3 separate regions of the Mus musculus genome follow, and regions 1 and 3 are each linked to region 2. Evidence: chromatin contacts called from public HiChIP or PLAC-seq data. All regions are on one chromosome and are shown on one strand. The core of a region is the stretch at or near the end of the contact, and the rest is flanking DNA. Distances in the headings are between cores, read along the strand shown. Region 1 has its middle 40 kb from the start of Arl4c. Region 2 overlaps Agap1 (ArfGAP with GTPase domain, ankyrin repeat and PH domain 1). Region 3 holds the start of Platr5 (pluripotency associated transcript 5).

Region 1 (4,000 bases), core at 144-2,643, 910 kb after region 2:
AAAGAGCCTGTATCCCCCAAATGCTCATCCTAGGTCCCGATGGATGGATATTTGGTGTGGGGGGGGGGTGGGGGGGTGGGTATTGCCTAGGCTAGTCATCATGGTTCCTCTATATATCAAGATGGCATTTCTTCACATTTCTAATGACTGAGTGGCTGCAAATGTAACTTTCTCAAAGAAAAGACTCTGCTAAACAACTCACTGTACTGTAAAGATTGTCTGCACCCCAGCCACAATCCGAAAAAGAAATAATAGGCTAACTGTTAAGCAACTTTTCTGTGGGACTGGATTAAGAATAGAGAGGGCCAACCTGGGAGCCCAGAAGGGTAGAGCTAGCTTCTGTTCAGAAGGTGGGAGGAGAGAGAAGGCAGGGTTGAGCGGAGGTAAGAAGGTCCAGAGATAGGCAAGCTCAGATCCTGGAAATATGAGAAGTCAGGGAATAGCTATGACTTCCCAAAGGTTTGACTCACAGGCCACAGTCCTACTCATGGGTCTTGAACATCCTGCTCTGGATTTTCGGCCACTCAGGACACACTCAACACCTCGGGAAATAGAAAGTTAGATGCCAGAAGGATAGAAATGGAAGAGAGGGAGGGGTGTCAATTTAAAAAGGAAAAAGAGGAGTTTCTCCTCGCCCTGGCATATGGCCTCTGACCAAACTTGTGTCAGTCTCTTCTGTGCATTTGTTCTTTGGGACCTGCAGGGCTCAGCTGCAGAAAGAATCCTGTGGATAGTTTAGGGATATCTCAACCCTACCTGCCTTTAGCAGGGAAAACCTATTTTAAGTCAGTTGGACAAGCTCTCTCCACCTTGATGTTTCCTTGGCCCGCCTTCTGAGCTGAACCCTGCCTTTTTCCTATTGCTAGCCTCGGCACCTAATTGATAGTTCTGGCTGAAGCTTTGTGAATAGTTTAACATGTAGCTCAGGCTGGCCTTGAACTCCTGATTTCCCTCAGCCACTAGTGAGCTGGGATTACAGACAAGGAGCTCACTGTTCCATACAGCATCTTTTGCATCTTTTACTTCATTTTCATGCTTTCTGTCCTTGGCCACATTCTAGCACATTCTGCTACTCCTGCCTCTGCACTGACCCTGCAGCCTTTCACGGAGAGCCCTTCCTAAGAGGCAGCCACAGCAGCAATCATGAAGGAAGGAAGTCTGGCCAGGCCCTTCTAGCACATGGCCAACACGACTCTCATTTCCTTTTCTTTCTGGAGTTCTTTTCAAAATGATCTTTCTTTCCTGCATATCTTTTTCTTTTTTTCTTTTTTTTTTTTTAACATTAAGGCTCACATGGAAAGAATTTGTTTAGCTTGCAGTGGTACAGGGGCATGAACTGTTTGTATAGTGATTCATGCACTCTGGACTGCTAATGGGCACGGGACCGGGGCAGGGAGTGTTAGCTGGAAGACCAAGCCATAAGTTTTGCTGCTAATGAGAGGTGATGGCAATCCAATGCATCAGAATATAGTCTCGATAGTAGGCTTCTTCGGTTTGGCAGTTTGATTTTCTGGAACACTCTTATGTCTGTAAGGGAAAGAGGAGATGGAAGCACCAGAGAGCAGATGTGTGTAGGTCAGGATGACGGTTGAGTTTAGTCTATATGCACTGTCTCATTTTTTTCCAAGGATGCTTAAAGAAGCCCTGGAGGTCCTAAACAGATGAGGCACACAGATCTAGCAGATCATCTGGTCTACCTCCAGCTTCCAGTTTCATGCATTTTATCCCGGAAAACTGGGCTTCAGGGAATTCCATGATATTCTGGTTTACTGTTTTCTGAACCTCAAACATCAACATTAAATAGATCTGCTTGTGTTTCTGATACAGAGATGGGATGGACAGAGGTCTTATACAATTATAAACAGATTCCTGGATTATACATAACCAGAAACTCGAGCCCCCACCCCTGCAGCCACTAGCCATGTTACCTCAGATCTGCTTAGTTGGACCATCCAAGGTTTCTGGAAAATTAAAGAGTATGACAAGGTCTTCCTAAAGTACTCTAGGTGGAGGATATCTACAGTAAGGAACATGGCTTGAAATCATGGCTGCAGTATAGATATGCTAACAGCAGCAGATAGGACCTTTTCAGAGGCTCAGTGAGGCCTTTGAGAATATCTCAGATTGGGATCTGCAATCCTGGAAATTGCTTCCTGTCCACGTCAGATGTGATTTTTTTCTCACATCTTAAGGATTGTCTAGAAGGCTGTATTGGCTACTTCTCTTCTTGCTGTGACAAAATAGCAGACAAGAACGACCTAGGGAAGGAGAGGTTTATTCTGGCTCACAATTCAAAGGGCTATGGTCCACCATGGCTGCAGAAGGCATAACGGTAGGATAGAGAGGCAGCTAGTCCCGTTCCATTCACAGCCAAAGAGATATGAATGCCGAAGCCCTGTTCCCTTCTCTCTTCAGTCAGGGACCCCAGCTCACGGAACAGTGCGGCCCACATTTACAGAGGATCCCTTCTACCTCCACTAACCTAACTTAGAGACTCCCTCACAGAAACACTCAGAGGTTGGTTTCCATTTAGATTCTAAATCCTATTGAGTTGTCAATCAAGACTAATCATCAGAGAGGGTCAATTGTATTTGTTTCCTGTGGCTGTTAGAATCACCAGACTACTGGTAAAAAGCAATAGCAAGTTATTTTCTTAACAGCTCTGGAGGCCAAGAGTCAAAAATCCATTTCACTGGGCCTAAATCAAGGCACAGACAGTGCTACCCTCTCTCCTATAGCTATAGGGAAGAACCCATTCTGTGCCTCATTCAGCTTCTAGAGGATTTGAAATTCCTTGACTTCTGACAACACCCATTTCTGCCACTATGAGCTCATCACCATCTTCATCTGTTAAATCCACCCACCTCTCTTTCGTAAGGACTTTGTGGTTGCATTTAAGAACTGCATGATGGTACCAGAGAGATGGCTCTGTGGTTAAGAGCACTTGCTGCTCTTCCAGAGGACCCAGATTCGATTCCTAGTACCCACGGGCAGCACACAACCTTCTATAGCTCTAGTTCCAAGAAACCCATTCAATATCTGCTTCTGACCCCTTATCAATCAATACACAGAGAGGGAGGGGGAGGGGGAGGGGGAGAGAGAGAAAATAAATAAAAATGGGGTGGTTTTTTTGTTTGTTTTGTTTTTGGTTTTTGGTTTTGAAAGACAGTGTTTCTCTGTGTAGCCCTGGCTGTCCTAGAACTCACTCTACAGAGTGAGTAGACCAGGCTGGCCTTGAATAAAAATGTTTTAAAAATTAACTACCATGGCAATATTCCTAGTGTGAAATCCTAGACTTAATTTCACCAGCAAACATCCTTCCCATCTCTGAAGTACTGTAGGGTTCTACTTTGTCCTGGATTCTTCTGCAGGCCTATCATCATTATCCTGTGTGAGTTTGTGTTTTCAATGCACATTTGTTGTTTTTTGGATAGTGTTGCTTCAAGCGCTCTTTGCATCAGTCGGGTAGGATTGTCACGTACCAATGGCTATGACATCTGGACAGGAAACAAACAGCAGGCAGAGATTGCCAGGAACCCGGAGCCATTGGCATCTGCTTGGCTTTGCTCCATCTTTGCTGTTTATGGTTCTTGCTTGGCTGGGCCTGAGGCTGAGGATATAACTTGCTGCCTTCAGATAGGAAAAGCTTCCCACTCTGCCAATGAGAAACTCTACAGCTAGCATGGATTTTGCTGTTATCGTTTTTTGGCTTTTCTTTATTGTAGTTGTTTTCCCCAGTTAATTTAAACATACTATGTCAAGAAATATTGCCCCAAACCTTCCTGTCAGGAGTGTTTAAGTTATTATTATTATTAACTGGGTTTGAGGACAGGACATTTCACATTGTCTCCCCGGCCACACAGTACTTAGAAGCTCAGTGCTTCCCTCTCTGCACAGGTGCCATGAGTGTCTTTGATGTGTAAGAATACACACATGCCTGATACCCACAGGTGCATACATCCAAACTCAAAAATGCTGTTGTTAACAATATGTGGGCTTC
Region 2 (4,126 bases), core at 1,208-3,707:
ACATTGTACATACACATAATAAAAAATAATTTTAAAAAAAAGATCACACAAAATCAGTCACTCCCTGGCGCCAGTGGTCTCTAAGGTAATTTATATGGTGTTTTCCAAAATATAAATCTGCTACCTGAGCAGCAGGCTTAGAAGCAGGAAGAGCAACTTGCCAGTCTCCTCTCCTTCCTGACCACCTGGTTTCTCCACCAGTAAGATGGAGATAACGGCTCCCTAACTTAGATTAGCACTCTTGAGGCAACTGGAACCTCACCATGGAACCTCATGGGGGGGGGGGGGGTGTCAGGCACACTCACCATGAATATTTAAAAGTTGCATATCCCTTCACTCCAGCTCACCTCCCCAAGTGTTCATCCCCACCCCCGTGTGATACAGGATTTATATACAGACATCAAGCCAGACCATCAGACTATCTTCTGATCACAGATGTGCTGCTTCGTCTTCCGGTTTACAGGGCCCACTCAGATGCTGATAGGGTCTCCTCTTGGCCTACAAAGGCCAGGGGACCCTGGAGGCTACACATAGGCAAGGTACAGGTGGCTGGGAAGGTCAGGCATTTCTAAGGTCTCTTTCTAGCTCATCACCACAAAACGTAGGAGGTGTCTGTTGTGCTCATGCCAGTGACAGTGGTGGAAGGATGAATGAATGAGTCGGGTCTCCCGGAACTGAAGTCTATGACACCTGGATTTTAATGGCAAACTATTAGAAACGCTTCTACGTGACTCCTTTACTTATTGCCTGCCTGTGGGCAAGCACACGTCGGGTAGGAGTATATGGGGGAGGTGCATCTGCACGTGAAGGCCCCAGGTCAATATCCTTCCTCTCAGCAACTCCTCGTTTTATACATGAAGGTAGGGTATCTCACTGGAACAAAGAACTTGATTTGGCTAGTCTAGCTAGCCAGCATGTTCCATGGATCTCCCAAACTCTGTCTCCTCAGTACTGAGATTATAGGTGGGCTACCACATCCACCTGACATTTAAGTGGGTCCTGGGAGTCCAAAGTCCTGCCCTGATGTTTGTATGTCAAGTACTTCTCCCACTCAGTCATCTTTCCAACCTGTATTTCATTTTCAAAGATTTCAAAATATAGCTAGCCACCACCGGTGACGTCTACCTCAACTACAAGATCCCTACCATCAGTTATGGGCAAGGTAGACATTTTGTTTGAAACTCTTCGTCTCTACAATGGTCCTTCAGACAGACCATTCAAAGGTCAAGGCCATGACATCCTCTGTTTGAATAAAGCAGCTCTCTGATAAAACTCAAGAGCCACCAGCTATTCTAAAGGCATGAAGGCAGGCATGAAGCATGTTAAAATGTCTACCTCTATCCAGTTAGGAGGATGCTGAGGCTCAGAGCTCAGGCTGAGTTCTCCATGACTGAGTGCACAGCTCCTGGGTGAGAATGGAACTGGAGTCAGACTCTCAGTGCCCCGGTCTGCATTCACGTCTTTTGTTTCAGCAGCTTCATTGGCGACAAAGAGCAGAAAAGCGTGACCAGTACTGGCCTAGGCACCATTAAAAATTAAACTCCTGGTATAACCAGGAAGTATTATTAACATATTTTCATTGTTTTTCTATGGACTTATTTATTCATAAAGAGACTGTGTGTGTGTGTGTGTGTGTGTGTATGTTATACTACATACAAAAGGACAAGACAGGGTTCTCTTGCCTCGAGGAATTCACAAACTTATAAAAATGATGTTTGTAATTTTAGGACTGAAAGAAACGGTGGAGGAAGTCTCAGAGTGGCAACAGTAGCCAACATGCCACTCATCTAATAAGTCAGTGCCACTAGGACCTGGCCACAACCTAGCCTTACAGCAGTACAGTGGCTCGAAAATTCCAGGTCCCCAGATCTTCAAGATGAGATATGGGAGCTGCCCACAGGAAAGAGAGGGCCGCAACCCTGGGGTCACTGGAGCTGGAGGCTAACTCTCAGTGTGTATGAACAAGGCTTCTGGGAAATGCCACCATGAACCTTAATAGCATCTAGTGCATAGTAAAGAAAGGGAGACACATGTCCCTTATTACCTGAAGCATACTTCACAAAATGAGGGTGCGTGTGGGGGGGGGGGATTTGGAATTCCTTTACAGCTTTACAGCAGTGGTCTTCAACCTGTGGGTCACTACACCTTTGGAGAGCAAATGACCCTTTAACAGGGGTTGCCTGAGAGCATCAGAAAACACAGATGTTTACATTATGGCTCACAACAGCTGCAAAAATACAGTTATGAAGTAGCAACAAAATAGTTTTAAGGTTGAGACTCTGTATTAAAGGGTCTCAGCATTAGGCAGGTTGATAACCGCTGCCGTTATTCTTTCTTGGTATGGAATCCATCCCAGGTTTTGTGCATTACCCTACAAGGATGCAAGCTGCAGAGTAGAAGAATCCATTCCATCCACCTCAGATGACACACAGTCTCCCAGGGAGACTCAGAGCACCCAGCCTGCCAAGCTGCTGCTCTCTCTCTCTCTCTGCACTCTAAGCAGGAGGAAGCAGGAGCCCCACAGCCAGTCCTAAACACCCCCTGAAGGCCTACATGTCCCTGTCATAGCGTGTGGCCTCTCCCCGCAGCCCTGGAGACTTGGGCTCTCCCAGTCTCAGAAGACACAGGATCCTGAGCCTGTCACTCCAAAACCTAAATCCCCAGCACAAAGCCAGACCTGCCTCTGCTCAAAGGAAATGCTTCACAAGGCTTGCTGAGTGCTCCTGGACTATTTTGTTGGGTGTCCCTAAATGGATACTACCAGACCACATCTTGGATTTCCCATACATACCATATAGCATATCACCATTTTAGAACACACTCACACAGAGTGTGTCCTTGATCTCTCTGCTCTATCCTTCAATAGCACACGGGCATGGCTTGGGCACTGCAGGGATTCAATTGTCTGAATAAGAAAAGTCTAGTGGGTCCAAATAGCCCTGCTGATCCCCTAATTCCTCACCTTGGCAGCTGGCCACCCACCTCAGCCCTAAGCTTACAGAAGCCTTAGGCCTACGTCCAGTGCCATTTCTAGCAGGTCATCAGTTATGCCTCTTTCATGAACAATAGATTTTGCAAGTACTGGTTAGAGCCTATAAGCTTTATTTAGAGGAACCTCTTTGCAAGTCAGCAGAGGAATCGCCTGATTCACAGGCCAACTTTCCAAAAAACACAATTTGATAGCTAGTAATCAGGGTCACAGTCTCTTAGATGCTTGTCTGCTGGCAGCAGACATCACAACGCATGGTCCTTCCCTGGGCACAGATGCCCAGAGCCACAGAGAACTTCTTGCTGGGCTTTGGGAGCTAGCTTCTGGTAGCTGGCTGCCTGACAGGGCGATGCTGTATGTCATCTTCAGATCTTCTCAGCATGAGTCTCCATCCCATCAGGACGGCTGTTTCAGAGGACTTCTGATTTGAGATTTGTGTTCTGTGTACTGTCCCAGCCTTGGATGATGCAGTATGTGGGGACCCCAGCTTTCGTATTTTATAAGCTGAAGGTTGCAAATAGAATCTTGTCAGGCCTGTTATCCCAGAGACTCGAGAGGTTAAGATAGGAGGGACTGCTAACTTGAGGCATTTGTGGGCCACAGAAGTAGTTCAAGTTCCTCTAGGTAACTGAGCAAGACCCTGTCTCAAAACAAAAATACAGCCATAGGGTTTTGGCTCATTAATGGAATGTCTGCTGTCTAGCAGGTGCAAGGCCCTGGGTTCAGTCCCCATATCCAGCTCCCCCAAAGATACAGGGAGAAATGTGAATAAAGCACTGCTGAACCTGATGGCTTAGTCAAGAAGGGAGTGTATACTCCTCTTCAGGGCAGGGACATGCTGACTAAGCAGGAGGCAGGACCACAGGTCCTCTGAGCACCGACCGTCACGCTGCCTGTGCCATTCCTCATGGAGCAGCCACAAAAGTCAAGGCTGTCAACAGGCCAGAGACTGTGTGTGGCCAGACACCTGCTGGCAGTGTGCTTCTGTAAGCATTTCCATTGTGACTGGAGGTTCCTGGCTGTCACCTCAGTGACAATGTTACCACATTTTAGACACTAACAAGGAAGGAAGTCTGGTCAGGGAAACTTACCAAAACCAAATTTGGCTTGACTCCAGGACAAAGCGCTGCCCTCTAC
Region 3 (3,899 bases), core at 222-2,721, 820 kb after region 2:
TCTGTCTTCATTTCTCACTGAAGGTAGCTACTGAGAACTATCTTTATTTTGCCCACCAAAAGGCATTGAAAGCAGTGTCTGGCTCAGCAGTTAACCCTCCTGAGCCAATAGTCATCACTCCTGCTGGCCGGTAGCTCGCTTTCCAACAGCTCCTCTCTTAATTTCAAGAAAGTTGATAATTAAATGTTATGTAACTCTTTGACCATGTAAAGTTTGGGTTTTTTTTTTGTTTTGTTTTGCTTTTGTTTGTTTATTTTTTCCTGAGATATAAGTTTATCATGGGGGCGGGGGTGGGGGAGAGGGACACTGGCTCTTTGTGGTTAGTGTCAAATTACTGCCCACAGATTGGAACCACAGGAGTATTGGGGAAAGCTGATTTTAAAACAGGCAGGACTGAGAAACAGATAAGTTGCTATGATCTCCGGGCAGAAAATTAGGTTTGTAAGAAAATTTACAACTACTTCTTACAGGGGCTTAGGAAACAGGGACAAGATGAATCTCCCAAGGAGGATGGAGAGAGTGAGACTGTAGCCGACAGCAGCCACGGGGTACTGGGTTCCTGAAAAGAAAGCTGGCGATGGATGGGAAGGACAGCAAGAGAAATAAGGAGCCAAGACCAAGTTCTCTGATCAAGGTTCAACTTTAATTCTTGAGTCTGAATTTTTAAAGGGGGGGAAATCCATCCCCCTCTTTGCCAGGATCTCCTTCCTGCTTTGTCAGCATCTCGTCAGGAAAGCAAGCTCAGCTGCTCAGCAGGTGGTGGCTTCTTGCAGGAAGCTGCAGATGTGGCAGGACAATAGACTTCACCTCGGTCAGAAGACTCCATCCTAGGGGAGATAACCAACTGTGGCAGACAAGGTCTGATTCAGCCCACACAAGGCTAAGGGAGGGCACAGTTCCTCCCTTTTTATTAAGAATTAGCTGGACTGGGGCATAAGATTTACTTTTCCATGGTTCAGCCTGGGAATTATGGTGGCTGGCGGCCATGCCTGGCTTAGGACTGAGCCTAGACTCTCTCTTACCCGTCTGGGAGAAAAGAAAAACATGGCTCCATGTTTATTTCCTCTTACCTCGGATCAGCACACACACCTTTGGCTCACAGGCTTTGCTCCAGACCAATTCCCTCTTCAGCTGGGTTTGGGGGTGGCCAAGACCTCCAGCGAGAAAGACATTATCTGTCAGCCCATCATGTTGTTTAGAGTCAGGGGAGGCTGCTAGGTTACTGTCTGAATTAGGGTTTCCACTGCTGTGAACAGACACCATGACCAAGGCAACTCCTAAAAAGAACATTTAATTGGGGCTGGCTTACAGGTTCAAAGGTTCAGTCCAGTATCATCAAGGCGGAAAGCATGGCAGCTTCCAAGCAGGCATGGTGCAGGAGGAGCTGAGAGTTCTACTACACCTTCATCCAAAGGAATCCAGGAGCCGACTGGATGCCATGTGGCTAGCAGGAGGGTTTCAAAGCCCACCCTCACAGTGACTCACTTCCTCCAATAAGGCCACACCTACTGCAACAAGACCACACCTCCCAATAGCACCACTCCCTGGGTTAAGCATATTCAAACCACCACAGTGACCCTCCAGGAGAACATCAAAATAGATACTTTATAAAGAGTTTGGGGGAGAACCTCACCCTTGCCGGCCCTGAAGGATACCTGCCAGGTTCTGAGAGGAATAGTCAAGTCACACAATTCACCTGGAAATAGAGTCTCTGGTGAGTTAGAGCCCAGCAGATGAACTGAAGGTGGAATTCTAGTCTGGCAAATCTGCAGGGCCGTGGGGGAAGGCATCAAGGTGTGCATTCTGCACAAGGCCTGGGATACTGATTAAGTCCCTAGAGCATCTCTGTGTGAATGAACGTTCCTGCCCAGCTTGCCAAGGCACGGCTGCTCATGCTGTCTGAGCTTAGGTTCTCTGTTGGGTATGTGTTTGTGTTGGGTTCTTGAGTAGCTATGGAAAGTGGGATGTGATTTTCTTCTTTAATAAACAATTTAAAAACAATTTCCAATTGTTTGTTTGGTTGGTTGGTTGGGTTTTTGTTGAGACAGAATCTCTTTATTATGTAGCTCTGGCTACCCCAGAACTCACTCTGTAGACCAGGATGGCCTCAAACTCACTTAGATGCCCTTACATCTGCCTCCCAAGTGCTGGCATTAAAGGTGTGTACTAACACACCTGACTAAATATTTCCAAGTGTAATTAAGGACATAATTTACTTTCTGATCCCCACTTGTTTTGCAAGGACTGTCTCTGCTCACCCACTTCCCCACTCACACACACACACACACACACACACACACACACACACACACACACACACACAGCTATATGATATCCATTTAAGGTCAGAGAATCAGCCCTGGATGTCATTTCTCAAGCACCATTCATCACACTTGTGAGACAGGGTCTCTTACTGGCCTGGAACCCACCAGGTGTTAGGCTTGCTGGCCAAGGAGGGTCCAGGATCAGCTTGTCTCTGCCTCTACAGTGTTAGGATTGCAAGCACAGGCCCCCACCCTGGCTTTTGCGTGAGCTCTAGGGCTGAAGACCAAGAAAACTTCTTTACCCCTAAGCCCTCTCCCCAGCACCCCCTAATTTCTGAAGGCTGATCCATCCTGGGCAAGTTTGGCCTTGCTGGGGTGTGTCTTGTGAAAATGAAGAAGCACCCAGGAGAAGCAGTTGGGAGCATCCTCACCGAATCTGTTGGTTTTTATTGCTCCCAGAAGTCTGACATCTTGTTATTGGTAAAACTCTCGAGATGGAAAAGTTATGGTTGCTATTAACAGCCATGAGCCATGACTGCAAGAGAGAGAGAGAGAGAGAGAGAGAGAGAGAGATTTCTCAGATGATTGTGGCTGTTCTTAGCCAGCTTAAGTTAAAGCAGAATTAAGAAATAAAACACTAAACCGGTATAATTCCTAAATGCTTACCCTTATACCCACGGATAAGTTCTCACCCCTCCTCATCCAAGAAGCCTCTCTTGGCAGCAGACAGAGACCATTGCATAAAGTCACAACTAGTCAAAATGCAGAGAACAACTAATCCATTGTGGGTAACCCCGAGCCGATGGCTACATCTACAGCATAACTCCTGTGCCTGCGGAACATTGTAGAAGAGGGGGCAGAAAGATTGTTAAGAACCAGAGGGCTAAGAATTCTGCAGGGGGGGGGATGACGACGACGACGATTATGTCTCCTAGAACTGATAGGGAAGCTTCACGCATGATACCTCAATAGTATGGCTGCCTAAACAAGACGTGAATAAGTATAGTGCCAACAGCCATACCAGCATAGAAAGGGGGCATGTTACAGGGCCCCACCCCTAGGTAAGTGCTACATGCAGCTAACGCCTGATAGAGAAGGGAAATTAGTTTTCCTCGGTGATGAGCCCCCAACTGGTTATCCAGTGTGATATGGTCAGTCCTAAAATCATATTCACACAACTGACATTGAATGAGCACAGCTGGATGAATTTATATATTTATGCACACACACACACACACACATCAGTAATATTTCAAGAAAAGGGCTATGAATTTGAGAGTGAAGAATGAGGATGGCTGAAGGAGGGATAAATTATGTAATTATATTTTAATTTTCAGAATAAAATAAGTTATTCAAAAACCAAGATGCTGGCCCTACTCATTGATTTAAATATAATCAGCCCCATTCTCTTCTACAGACTTGCAGAACAGCATTCAGCACTCTGTGCAGACCCCCCTCCCCCTCCCACGGATGCAGATGGCCTCACAGAGCCGGTGCTAACCCTAACCCGGCAGATGCAGCACTCTGCCAGTCCTCAAGACTTATTGAGATTTATTGAAATGTTATTTACACTGTGGAAGTTCAGTTCACTTCCCCTCCGCCCCGCAATTACTGTGAGCCCCTCTGCATTTAGAA

The links. HiChIP or PLAC-seq counts read pairs in DNA pulled down with a chosen protein or histone mark.
Region 1: an H3K27ac HiChIP or PLAC-seq map of the NIH/3T3 cell line shows a contact between it and region 2, with 5 times the contacts expected there. The contact joins two enhancer-like sites. A contact is called at or near these places in 4 of 115 datasets of contacts at active chromatin or transcription factors (the NIH/3T3 cell line, astrocytes, bone marrow-derived dendritic cells and 1 more).
Region 3: a contact with region 2 is called in an H3K4me3 HiChIP or PLAC-seq map of forebrain, with 4 times the contacts expected there. The contact joins the promoter of Platr5 here to the enhancer-like site in region 2. A contact is called at or near these places in 6 of 115 datasets of contacts at active chromatin or transcription factors (craniofacial prominence, embryonic forebrain, embryonic hindbrain and 3 more).

The regions. Positions count from the first base shown.
Region 1 is chr1:88,660,299-88,664,298 of GRCm38.p6, reverse strand. No RefSeq gene overlaps it. Among named protein-coding and RNA genes, the nearest start is that of Arl4c, 40 kb to the left of the region's middle. Within about 2 kb of position 1,393, at least 45 of the 459 cell types and tissues checked have an H3K27ac peak or open chromatin away from gene starts, as enhancers often do. A contact at or near this core is called in the NIH/3T3 cell line, where this site is marked.
Region 2 is chr1:89,575,547-89,579,672 of GRCm38.p6, reverse strand. All of the region lies in intron 1 of Agap1 (ArfGAP with GTPase domain, ankyrin repeat and PH domain 1), which reads right to left. All of the region lies in intron 1 of Gm41914 (a long non-coding RNA gene), which reads left to right. Among named protein-coding and RNA genes, the nearest start is that of Gm41914, 3.3 kb to the left of the region's middle. Within about 2 kb of position 2,457, at least 198 of the 459 cell types and tissues checked have an H3K27ac peak or open chromatin away from gene starts, as enhancers often do. A contact at or near this core is called in the NIH/3T3 cell line, craniofacial prominence, embryonic forebrain and 2 more, where this site is marked.
Region 3 is chr1:88,752,462-88,756,360 of GRCm38.p6, reverse strand. Platr5 (pluripotency associated transcript 5) reads right to left here and starts at 1,471. Exons shown (of 3, transcript NR_040493.1): 1 at 1,403-1,471; 2 at 1,071-1,277; 3 at 628-827.